Linked DNA regions of Mus musculus: regions 2 and 3 are each linked to region 1. The links are chromatin contacts, called in public promoter capture Hi-C maps. All regions are on one chromosome and are shown on one strand. Each heading gives the region's core, a stretch centred on a gene start, on an enhancer-like site or on the middle of the called end of the contact. The rest is flanking DNA. Distances are from core to core; before and after follow the strand shown. Region 1 holds the start of Atf7ip2 (activating transcription factor 7 interacting protein 2). Region 2 holds the start of Carhsp1 (calcium regulated heat stable protein 1). Region 3 holds the start of 1810013L24Rik (RIKEN cDNA 1810013L24 gene).

Region 1 (4,126 bases), core at 793-3,292:
TTTTCCAACTCCTTCACTGCCTAAGTTTGGCTGTCCTGGAACTTACTCTGTAGACTGACTTTGAACTCAGAGATCTGCATGCCTATCTCCTAAACACTGAGATTAAAGGTATGGTCCACCAAACCTAGACTTAAGCTTTTCTTTACCTAGAACTTGCTGTGTTCTAGGCTAACCTTGAACTCAGAGATATGCTTGATTTGTTTCCTGGGATTAAAGGCTTGTACTACCGTGCCTGGACCTAAATTTAGCTGGGTGGGACTTGTTCCAAGACCACTACTCCTTAATTCAATTTAATATCCTTGAACAAAGGATTCAGCTCCATTTACTTCCTGGTGCCCCTTTAATACCATATATTTTATATTTTGCCTTTCTAAGCTTGCTACACTTGTTCAAAATATTCTTCATGAGACCTAACCAGAAAACAAAGTCTCTGCTGGGCTTTCTTGAAATTTCCTTTATCAGTATAATAAATCATTTTACCCTAACCTCAGCTAGACTCTTCATACAAGGGTAAAAAGCAGCCACATTCTTCACCAAAATACCACAAAAACAGTCTTTAGGCCACATATTGAAATTCTCCACTGAACCCTCTTGGGCCAGGTCTTCACAGTTCAAATCAATCTCAGCAACAAAGTCTTCCATATTCCTACTAGGATAGGCCATTAAGCCCAGCTTAAAGCATTCCACTGCTTTCCAAATCTAAAGTACCCAAATCCACATTCTTCCAAACAAAAGCATGGTCCAGCCTATCACAACAATACCTCAGTCCCTGGCACCACCTTCTGTTTTAGGGTTTTAGTGCTGTGAACAGACACCATGACCAAGTCAAGTCTTATAAAGGACAACATTTAATTGGGGCTAGTGTACAGGTTCAGAGGTTCAGTCCATTATCATCAAGGCAGGAACATGTCAGCATCCAAGCAGGCATGAGCTAAGAGTTCTACATCTTCCTCTGAAGGCTGCTAGCAGAATATTGGCTTCTAGACAGCTAGAAGGAGGGTCTTAAAGACCATACCCACTCCAACAGGGCCACACCTTTTCATAGTGGCCCTCCCCTGGCTGAGCATATACAAGTCATCACAAGGCTACATTTTACTATAATGTTATTTTTATTCATTTATTTTTATGTTTTGTTTTGTTTTGTTTTTGTTTTTGTTTTTGTTTTTGTTTTTGAGACAGTGTTTCTCTGTGTAGCCCTGGCTGTCCTGGAACTCACTCTGTAGACCAGGCTGGCCTCGAACTTAGAAATCTGCCTGCCTCTGCCTCCCAAGTGCTGGGATTAAAGGTGTGCACCACCACTACCCGGCTTCATTTATTTTTAGATTGGTGGGCCTAATGTTCACCTAGGCTGGCCTTAAACCCACCCAGATCAGCCATTCCCTGCATCCTGCTTGCTGAGATTGAAGTGGACCATAGCATGCAAATAACGGACTTTCCCATATTGCCCTGTGTGTAAAAGAAGACTGTGACAACCGGCAAGTTGATTCCTCTAGCACCTCAGCAATTCAGCTTTGCCAGTCAAGAACATTTTGCAAACAGCTCCCATTTGGCCGTGAGACTCTCTGTCTCCAGAGCACATCTGGTTATAGTGATGAGAAACACTGTTCTTCATGGTTCCTCAGTCCCTTCTCTGAACTGAGCTATGGAAATAAAGGCTCCACAGAAGTCAGTGAAGGCTCCCTGAAGCGGCAGAGTTTGGAGTCCACTGTGGTATCTGGAATTCACTGGCCAATCGCCATCCCGGTTCCAGGTCAACCGAATTGTCACAGTTGGAATCTACAATCCTTTTCCTCGGGGGCTTGTTTCTGTGGAGAAGGTTTCATTAGTAGTAACTTCCCAAACACCATCAAAATCTTCGTGCCACGCCTCCCTCGCGCTGGCTGAGCTGAGCGCCTGGCCTGAAACTCAGGGCCAGGCGACTGAGGCCGGCCTTCAGTCAGTTTACTTTTCCCTGAGCCGCGCCGCTCCCCGCCCACTGCCACTGTGATTGGCTGGGCTCTCTGACCTTCGCTCTGTCATTGGCTGGCACGAGGCCCGGGGGCAGAGGGAGGGAGATTTAGTCTAGCTCCAGCCCAACCGCGGGTCATTTTGTCTGGGGTCTCGGCTCTGGCTGAGGCCGGCGGAAGACGGCTGAGGACGGCTGAGGAGCGACGCCGCTCCAGGTACGTTGCGGCCGGCCGACGGGCGGGCGACGGCTCCGAGACGGAGGCCGTTGGCGGAGCCTACGGCCGGCTTCATGGCGGCGCTCGGCCCTCGGAGGCCGGATAAAGTGTGCACCCAGGTTCCTGGCCGGACTTGGGAGTTACCTGGCCCCGTGGAGCCGGAGTAGCGGGGGAGGTGGGGAGCCGGAAGCGTCAGGGGGGCGCCGCCTGAGGCAGAACGACCCGGTGGGGTGGGGAACTGGCATTTGCTGTTTGCGGCGCGCTCTTCCAGGTACCGCAGGTGAACCGATGAGGTGCAGCCCATTCCCAGTGTCTGTACATCAGGTACAGTGATGGATGGGGTCGTTTTACTCTGGGAAAAAGAAAAATGCAGCTTGCCATTTGGGATTGTGTTAGGCAGACAGACAGCAGAGGGAGAGAAGCAAGTTTGGACGGATTTGCTAATAAAGACCAGCATCGGGAGCTCGCTGGGCGGTGGTATGGAGTACCTGAGGAAAGACACCCCACCCCGTCAAGCCCGAATAAGTCAAATTTTGTGGAACTTACATTCACCACCCGCAGGGCTGCCCCTGGCAGAAAAGCAGCAGGACCCGCAATTTGCTTTAACATTTGAAGGCAAAGAGGAACTCATAAAGGCAGCTGACCGGGAGCAAGCAAGCCTTGTTTACAGAAGCAGACAGACAGCAGTCATTGACACATAGTATAGAAATTTATGGCTGCTCTCTTAGCTCTTACTCTGGCCCCCTTACCCCCCTCTCTCCATCTTCCTTTCCGCCACTCTCCATGTGGCCATGGCCAGCCTCTACTTCCCTAAACTCTCCCTCTCTGCCTGCCTTTCTACAATAAATGTCTAAAAACAACAACAACAACAACAAAAATTTATGGCTGGTCTACATGACCACTAAAGTTTTTCTTAATGCGTTCACTAGGGGTTGTAATTGTAGTTCAGTAGCCCAGTACAATAGGTCATAGTGAATTGATGCTGAACTCCTTTCAGGTAGAGGTTGATTTTTTATGGTGCCTAAAAACAGAAAAAAAAATAGCAATAGCAATTTCTTATTCTCATCTTTTTCCAAATTTGTCAAACAAACTAAATGATATGTCTCAACAAAGGAAACAACAATGGTCTCTCTGCTTAAAAAAAAACCTGACTTCCATCAGGCACGATTTAAATCCCAGCACTTCGAAAGCAGAGGCAATCAATCAAACGTGAAATGCCATGAGATGAAAGATTAATTGCATGCAGTGAATTTTAAGTCTTGTGACGGTTGCCTTTTATCTTTGTTTATCCCTCAATATTTTTAGAAAAGATGAATCTAACGTTAAGTTAGTCTCCCTAACTTAGTATGGATCTAGATAGCTATATTCTAAGATTAGCTCTTACCTCAGCAGAAATATGTAAGCAGTACATTTTAAAAATATATCTAACAACTAATGCAATTTAGGTAACTCTTGGATATTTTGGCTTACTTTATTGACCTTGTACTTGATGTTAGTCTTCAATTTCATTATATTTCCTTGCTACTTAATGTTTTGAATTTTGGTAAAGTTAATAGTTCCTTCATCACTGCATGCATTATTCTGTAGTTCTCTGATATATACACAATAATAAAAGTATTGTGTTTTTGTGGACATGTATATGTCCCTGTTCATGTGTGGAGGTCAAAGTACAACTTTTGGGATTTGTTGCTTCAGAATCTAGGAATCAGGCTTGCATAGCAAGGTCTTTTACCTTCAGAGCTATCTTACTTTCTGAGAATTAAACCAGGACTTATCCTATAACACACATAGCAGTAGAATTGGATAGTTTTTTTTTTTTTCTCATCTTTAGAAGTATAGGTAAATCATTCTGTACTTATGCAGTATCTAAAGAGAAAACCATGAGTTAAAAGGAGCTAAGGGTTGTAGATCCAGCTACTCAGGAGGGTAAATCAGTAGGATCATAATTGAAAGGTCTACCTGAA
Region 2 (4,126 bases), core at 761-3,260, 1.5 Mb before region 1:
GTGAGAGTAGGGGGGGGGGGATATCAGGGGCGGGGCCTCTGAACACAGAAGAGCAAACAGTACAGGATTAGGAGACAACCCGTCCCTCCAACAGCCCAGCTGGGACGCCCCCTCCCCTGCCTCCCTCCCCTCAACTGCCAGGAAGCTAGAAGCTCCAGATTAGAGTCCAGAAACCCAAAGCAGTCCCTTCCAATAACGTCATCCCACGGGGCAGGCCAAGGAGACCTCTTGGCCTCCTAGCCCTGAATTGCCTCACCCCACCCCCAGTTCTGCTCACCTTCCAGCCTGATTGTTTCCATCTTCTCCTAGACCCACTAATTCCCTGCCTCAGTTTGACAAGGACCTTGCAAATCCCAGTAGCTCAAAGCTATAGAGGCAGTCCCAGCCACACTGCAGAGCAGAAGGTGGGCTTAACAATAGTGGCCCTAAGGTGTGCACAGTCACACTAGGAGAACCCTCCCCTCCCACAGCTGCCAGATATGAGGCACAAAGTCTTCCCCTTGCATTCGCAGGACTAAGAAAGCCAGCTCCCCCAACCCTAGGCTGGGCTGAAGTCAGCTTACTCTGACCCCAATTCAGCTCATGGTCACCCTGGAGGGTGAGGTGATGCAAGGGCACAGAGTGGCAACCAGGCTGTCGTCACCCAAGAGGCGATGATAGGGGGGAGGGAGGCCAAACTCTGAGGAGACCCCTGTCCCAGACCAGGGAATGGCTGAGCTGAGGCTTAAGGATCACTTAGGGACACAATGAACAGTCAGAGTCACAAAGCCGCTAGAGAAGGCCCTGTGGGAAAGTTCGAGCCTAATAGGACAAAGAACAGGAACATGGGACACAGATTGTAATTCGAGTTTTTAAGTGGTTTGAAGGATCTTGCTGTGGACAGTTCCTCTGTCTTAGTCTCCCCAGTGCTGTGAAGGAGAAGGAAGTTATTTACCGCAGCTGGCCTTGAACTAATTATGGAGCCACGATTGAACCTGAATCCTGAATCCTTTTTACCTCCCCAGTGCTGGGACTGCAGGCATAACCCACCACTACTGGTTTAATGACCAATTATTTTTCATTCTCTCCCTCTGGCTTCAGCTTGGAGAGAGAACATACTAAAAGCACCAAGAAGTAACAGTATGGTCAAGAGGGGAAGGTTTTTAAAAAGCCCCTATTTCTCCAGACACTTAGGCTAGCCAGCTCCCTCTATTCCAATCGGCGGGGAAGGGTGGGGGGGTCTCCTATTTTGCAAAGGGGCACCTCCATCTCTCAGAATCCAGGCCCTGAAGGAGAAGTGGGAATCTACAGCTGACCCTGCACAGACCTAAACTGCAACCTCAGAAAACTGTGAGCTCAGAGCCTGGTTTTTTTAAACAAAAAGCAAAACCCAACCTTGCATTTCCGGCCTGTAAACAGGACCGCCAGTCCCGGTGAAGTTTTCCTCTGTGCCCTAAGGCCCCCATCCTGGCGCAAACACCAAGCGAGCGCGCCCTGCCGCTCCTCCTCCCTACAGGCAGCCAACCGCGAGGGGTCAGGGCGGTTCCCCCTCTCCGGGCCTGGCTACTGTCCCGCCGCCCAGCATGCAGCTGGCGAGGCCCGGCCGTCGAGGACAGCTCCGCCTTCCTCTAGCCGCGAGTCTCCAGCACCTCCAGCCCGCCAGAAAACGCAGAGGGCGCGCCTCCTACGCTCAAAAAACAGGTGGCCCAGAGAGAAGTACTAACCGAAGTCAGACAAGTATCGGTGTTGTGGCCACACCCACCCGTCTCCCCTTGGGGACGGTGAGTAACCCGCGCTCCCCAAACTAGCCCGGGCGACTGGAGCACGTCCCGGAGGTGGGGGTGGGGGGGCACCCATCACGGAGCTGGAGAACGAGAAGGCCCCACAGAGGGGAAGCAAAGTGCAGAGCAGGCCTCGGCCCCGTCCCCGCGGCTCCAGAGATCCCGCGCACCATCACGCCCATCCCTAGGGTCCCAGGACCAGCCACTTACCTGGCGACACGTCCTACTCCTCCAGCTGCTGCTCTTCGACTGCAAGAAAAGATCGGGGACTTGGGGCGTGGCCGCGGGGCAGGGCGGAGTGTGAGACCACGCCCCTTGGAGCTCCGGGCCAATGGACGCGCGGCCCGGACCTTGGACTGGTCGGGGAGGAGGAGCGCGGCACAGCTGCTGCCGCAGGACCTTTGTGTTGATGCCCCGCGGGCGGGAGCCGGGGACTCGGCAGCGGCTGGAGGTGTTCTCCCCGCCACTCGCGGGTCTGCGGGCGCCCAGTGCCGGCCCGGTGCCCGGGAAAGTGGCACAATCGGGTCTCGGCGTGCTGTGCCTGCCACTCCCCAGCACAAGTCCGGCCCCAACCTGCCCTTGACTCGAGATAAGCGGGCGCCTTTTTTTTTTTTTTTTTCAAGAATTAAGAGATAGAAGGAAGGCGAGAGACAGAAAGGGAAATATAAAAATGAGAGGAGGGAGGAGTTGTTTTGTTCGTTTTCTATTGTCTAATTGATTTATTCTTCGTGGGCTGATTTTGAGACAGGATAGCCTCAGACTCCCTAATGGATTTGAGATGGGTGTGGGCACCAACCCCATGTTTTTTCAATTTTTATTTCTACTGAATCCCTGAAGCTTTATGTACTGGCTGGTTTTGTGTGTCAACTTGACACAAGTTAGAGTCATCCGAGAAAAAGGAGCCTCAGTTGAGGAAATGCCTCCATGAGATCCAACTATAGGACATTTTCTCAATTAGTGATCAATGAAGAAAGAGCCCAGCTGGTTGTTGGTGGAGCCATCCCTGGGCTAGTGGTCCTGGGTTCTATAAGAAAGCAGGCTGTGTAAGTCATGAGGAGCAAGCCAGTAAGCAGCTGTCCTCCATGGCCTCTGTATCAGCTCCTGCCCAGTTCCTGTCTTAACTTCCTTCAATAATTAACAGAAACATGGAAGTGTAAGCCAAATAAACCTCTTTCTCCCCAGTTTGCTTTTTGATCAATGGTGTTTTCATGGCAGCAATAGAAACCCTTAAGATACTTTATCTGTGGAAGTAAATGGTGTTTCTTCCAATTTTCAGAAAAGGAAACTGAGGCACAGAGACATGCTGTGATCTATCTCCATGGCCAACAAAGAGAGCAAGCCCTCAGCGTGACCCCCCCCCCAGGGTCAAATTCATATTTCCTAGGTGTGGGAAAGAGGTTCCCTGTAGGTGTGGTAGGCAGCAGCCCCCAGTCTTCCAAGAGATAGCTCATCCCTACTGAGACCCTCTAGACCTACCCCCAGGGCATGCTGAACCATCAAAATCAAGAAAGCCAACTCCTCAGGCAAAGAGAAGGGCTCCCTCGGCTCTCTGGCAGGGGGACTAGAAAATGGTACAGTCACCATTCAGGAAGGAAAAAAAAAAAAAAAGACAGATGCCCAGGCACGTGCCCACGAGGAGACTGAAGTATATAGTCACACAAGCTTTTTGGACCCCTCCATGATCGGTTTATTTATTTTTGAGGCAGTCTTCTGTGACCCAGTATGATTATGAACCATGGCTGTCACCTTTACTGGATCTGCAGTCACCTAAAGAGACAAGTCTCTGTGTATATCTTCTTGGCTAGGGAAATTAAAACGAGAAGGGCCGCCCTAACTGGAGACAGCAGTAAAACCTTTTTGGGTTTCGCCAGCTTGCTTTCCTGTCTTCATGATGGGTGCATCTGCTTTGTTGCTGTTGCTGCTTCCACCATCCTTCATGAACATCAAAACCTAGCGTTTTCCACCTTCCAATCTGGACCAAAGACCAGCGACTCTCCTGGAATCCTCCCGATGTTTAGTGCTAGGTTGGGCATTCTGTGTTCCTCTGTTCTCCGCCTTCTGCTTTGCAGCAGTGTCTCTCACTAATCTAGAATCTTGCCATTTTAGCTCATCAGCAAGCTCTCAGGAGTCACTCATCTCAACCCCAGTTCCCAGCGTTGCAAGCATGTGCAGCTATGCCTGGCTACTCCTGTGGGCACTGAGGGCTCCCGCTCAGATCTGTTGCCTGTAGAGCATGCACTGTAACGCACTAAGCCGTTTCTCCCCTGGCCTATGTCACTTTATGCCAGACTTTGTGCTAGACGTCGGGACGTGAAATAAGCATCCAGCTTGTCTCCATCTGAGAGGGCAGAGACTTCGGATAAACA
Region 3 (4,126 bases), core at 524-3,023, 1.4 Mb before region 1:
TGCTTAGGCATCATTGGGGACAATTTAAGATTTAAAACAAATAAACAAACAAGGGGCTAGAGAGATGGCTCAGAGATTAAAAGCACATGCTGCCCTTCTAGAGGACCCAGGTTCAATTCCCAGCATCTACGTGGCAGCTCACATCTACAACTCCAGTTCCAGGGCTTCTGACACCCACTCCTCCCGCCATATACATATGAAGGCAAAACATTAATGCACTTAAAATAAAGATTTTATGAATCATATATTAAAATATGAATTATTTATAAAGCAAATTATAAAAAATAAGATAAAATATAACAATAATGTAATGTTACATATTATCTAATATAATACAAAAATAAGTAAAATTAAAATAAATTATACATAAAACAAAATAAAAAACAAAAACGCATCACAAGGTGTGGTGGCAAAGGCTTTTAATCCCAGCGCCCAGGAGGTAGAGGCAGGAGGATCTCTATGATTTCAAGGCAATCCCAAAACTACCAAAAAAAAAAAAAAAAAAAGTTGTTTCAAGAAACAAAACAGGCCGGGCGTGGTGGCGCACCGGAGGCAGAGGCAGGCGGATTTCTGAGTTCAAGGCCAGCCTGGTCTATCTACAAAGTGAGTTCCAGGACAGCCAGGGCTATACAGAGAAACCCTGTCTCGAAATACCAAAAAAGAAAAAAAAAAAAAAAAAAAAAAGAAGGAAACAAAACAAAGAGCACCAGCACACCTGGCTTTGAGCCTAGTCCTAAGGAAAATGGAATATGAACTTTCAGAGAGTCCAGAGATTAGGCTCTGGGAACCAGACAGATCAGGGAGAAGTCCGGAGAAGCCAGAGCAGGCAGGATCAGATCCTGCAGGACTTCCATCCAGTACAGATGGCATACATAAGCTGTCAGCTCAGAGGCTGAGAGGTCCCGTCATTGTGCTGCCCTCTTGTTCCCAGGCTTCCAGACCTCTTTCCTGGCACTGATCACTCTGAGTGAGCAGTGCAGGGGCCCGGGTGCCAGCAATTGCACATGGGGGGCGGGGGCGGGACGCGGCGGTCGCACGTGTCCCGGGAGCGTGCATGGGACAGGTGCCGGGCCGCTACTAGCGCTGGGCGCACTGTCCGCCAGGCGGCCCTGGTGTCCAGCTCCCTCCGGTCCCCTTCTCCGGGAAATCTCGGTGAGCGTCCCCAGGTCGCTCACACCTCCGGAGAATTTTCCTTTGGATTCACACGCTTTACTTGCCCCACTAAGGTTGGGAATTCTGGCATTAAAAAAACATAGAAAGGGCGCTGCAAACAGAGGTAGACTGCACTTCTCAGGAACTCGAGGAGTCAGCACATAAACACTGCGTGACCATGCACTTGCAAGCCCGGGAAAGGCCCCCGCGGGGTGCGGTCACCCGGCGGAGTCACGTGACTCTCAGACGGGGTGCGGGAGCGAAGCGAGCACCGCGCAAGCGCAATCCCTTGGCTCCAGTGTACAGATATTTCTTCTTCTGCTTTGGTTGGTCGCACGCAAACACTGTCAACTCCTCCCTGCTCTACAGTCTTCAAGTTCCCTGACATTTACTCCTTCCCCCAGCCCCCCGCCCATTGATGACATCAGTTCGACAGGCGGGTAAGCCAATCAGAACGCTGCGTTCAGGGGCCAGCACGCGGAACCCGTTGCGGCGGGCCAATGGGGAAGGTCGACGGTGGGCGCGCCCCAACCGCCTCCTGCCGGGGAAGCGCCGCTGGCCAAGTGGGCGGCGCTTTCCAGTCAGCATGTGGGCGGGGGAGGGCGGGGCCCGGTCGCCGCAGAGGCGTCGACGCCGCCGCCGTAGACGACGTTCCTCAGTCTTCGAGGTGGGCTCGGCGGCGCAGGCCGGACAGGGAACGCCGGTTGGAGAGCGGCGGCGGTCGGACCGAGGCCGCGGGGCCGTGGGTGGGCGGTAAAGGGGTGCGGGCGAGGCTAGGGCAGGGTGCGGCACCTCGGAGCGGGGTTGGTGGGCAGAGGACTCGGGCTGTGCGGGGTGGGTGCCGGCTCCGCGGGCTTGCACAGAGGCCTGGGCCGGCCGCCGGGCCCCTCGTTCCCGGGCCTGTCGACGACGACGTTCCCGCGGGGACCGCGCTTAAGGAGGACGCGGCGGCGGCGGCCAGGCCGCGGGAGGCCGCGGAGGATGGAGGAGCGGAAGGAGGAGGGCGAGGCGGAGATCCAGGAGCACGGGCCGGAGCATTGGTTCTCCAAGTGGGAGCGGCAGTGCCTGGCCGAGGCCGAGCAGGACGAGCAGTTGTCTCCCGAGCTGCAGGAGGAGGCGGCGGCCGCCGCGCAGCCCGAGCACAAGCAACAGAAGCTGTGGCATCTCTTCCAGAACTCGGCCACGGCCGTGGCTCAGCTCTACAAAGGTGAGGCCGCGCCGCCATCTTGGCGCCGCCCCGGCCTGCGGAGCTGCTCTTCCCCCCGGTTCCCGGCTCGGTCCCCGGGACCTGGCGGCTCCTCGCACCCTGCGGGGATAGCCGGACGACTGGGAGGGGAGGGCCGTGCCGCGGACCCCTGGCCATCTGACCCGCAGGACGGCGACGGAGGAGCTACCCTGGGAGGGGGAAAACTACGATGAAGGATGGGGAGACCCCCGATTTAGAGTACCTCCCGAGGGTCCCCACGTACCGGTCCGGGTGTCCCCGGTCGGATCGTGGGGGTAGGGGAGGAGTCCCTGTCACAAAATGGCGAAGGAGGCGGTGGGGCGGCCCTATTGTGCCCCGAGCCGGCCTCGGGGCGGAGACTGCTAGGGGCGCTTCCCTGAGCCTGCCGGGCGGCGTTCGCCACTCGGGTTGCGCTGTTGTCAGGTTCCCCTTCCTCGACCCAGTAACTCCGGTCTCACGCTCCCTTTGGGATCCCCAAATCCTGAACAAAATGGCGAAACCTAATATGGCCGTTCCGGAGTGAGTGACGCCCAAATAACATTCTCTTCTTTCTCTATGTCCTTGTGTGTGTCTTTTTCCCCCCCCTATTGTTTTTTTTCCCCCCTTTTTGTTTCCAGACCGAGTGTGTCAGCAGCCAGGACTTTCTCTCTGGGTCCCCTTCCAAAACGCAGCCACCGCCGTCACCAACCTCTATAAAGGTAAAGATAACCTTGCTGTCTTGCCAGGGTAGGCGGGGAGGGAGGAAGGGCAGGCCACGTTCCGGTTGACAGCCGATGTTCTGAGTGTGTTTTCTCCTCTCAAGTTCAGCTTCTGCTAACCTTGAATGCCTTGCAACTTGAGAATATCTGTGGTGTTCTAGCTAGATATCCAGAGGCAATTTTTGACACGCCTCCTATTCCTCCCTCGGGGACGTATGACAGTGCCTACGGGACACTTGGTTGTCAATCTTGAGAGGGGGCTGCTGGTTACTCTACAGTGCCTGAGACATCAATCCCCTAGCTCCTACCCTTTAGCAAGGATTTAACGCAGTCTGCAAAGGGCTGAGATTAAAGCTCTGCTGTGGAAGACAAGACAGGTGAGCCTTGTCTGGAAAATGATTCAATAGAAGCAATTACCCAGAGTCTGCAGATTCTTGACTCTGGCCACTGGGAGCATGGCAGTGTAAAAACATTGGAGTTCTTTGAACTCTTGCTGATTGGATTGGAATTATGAATGTTGGCCTGCATCTAGTAAGTTCATCAGATCTTTCCTTTCAAAACTATTTTGTAATTTGTAATTGACTGTAAGTTGGTGGCGTCTGTTAGAAGAGTTTTGAATGGATGGCTTTGTTTTTGGTGTCCTTTTTTTGAGTTCATTTCGGATCTGATGACTGAAGGTGTGTAGGTATAAGGTCTTGCTTGCCATTTTACTGTTGGTAACAATAGGTTTGTGCATTAATATAGCTTTGGGATTTTTCTTCTGATAAAATAATTTGGGATTTGATTGTTAGTATACATGCTGCTATGTGAAAGGCTTTCAAACGTTAAAAACAAACAATCCAGTAATATTGTTATTCCCTGAAATTCCAGTAATGGAATTTCGTTCAGGGAATAACAATTTAGGTTGAAAGGTTATGGGATATCTTCTTGAGTGTCAGATTTTTTTTTTTTTTTTTTGGTTTTTCAAGACAGGGTTTCTCTGTGTAGCCCTGGCTGTCCTAGAACTCACTTTGTAGACCAGGCTGGCCTACTCAGAAATCCGCCTGCCTCT

What was found. Promoter capture Hi-C pulls out the DNA fragments that hold promoters and counts their contacts.
Region 2: a contact with region 1 is called in a promoter capture Hi-C map of hippocampal neurons, with 4 times the contacts expected there. The contact joins the promoter of Carhsp1 here to the promoter of Atf7ip2 in region 1. A contact is called at or near these places in 3 of 39 promoter capture datasets (embryonic stem cells, hippocampal neurons and maxillary cranial neural crest).
Region 3: a contact with region 1 is called in a promoter capture Hi-C map of hippocampal neurons, with 2.7 times the contacts expected there. The contact joins the promoter of 1810013L24Rik here to the promoter of Atf7ip2 in region 1.

Annotation. Positions count from the first base shown.
Region 1 is chr16:10,190,864-10,194,989 of GRCm38.p6, forward strand. It overlaps Atf7ip2 (activating transcription factor 7 interacting protein 2), which reads left to right and starts at 2,043. Exons shown (of 11, transcript NM_153123.2): 1 at 2,043-2,162.
Region 2 is chr16:8,670,143-8,674,268 of GRCm38.p6, forward strand. Carhsp1 (calcium regulated heat stable protein 1) reads right to left here and starts at 2,011. Exons shown (of 4, transcript NM_025821.2): 1 at 1,971-2,011.
Region 3 is chr16:8,828,327-8,832,452 of GRCm38.p6, forward strand. It overlaps 1810013L24Rik (RIKEN cDNA 1810013L24 gene), which reads left to right and starts at 1,774. Exons shown (of 4, transcript NM_001081400.3): 1 at 1,774-2,359; 2 at 2,995-3,075. The coding sequence starts at 2,134.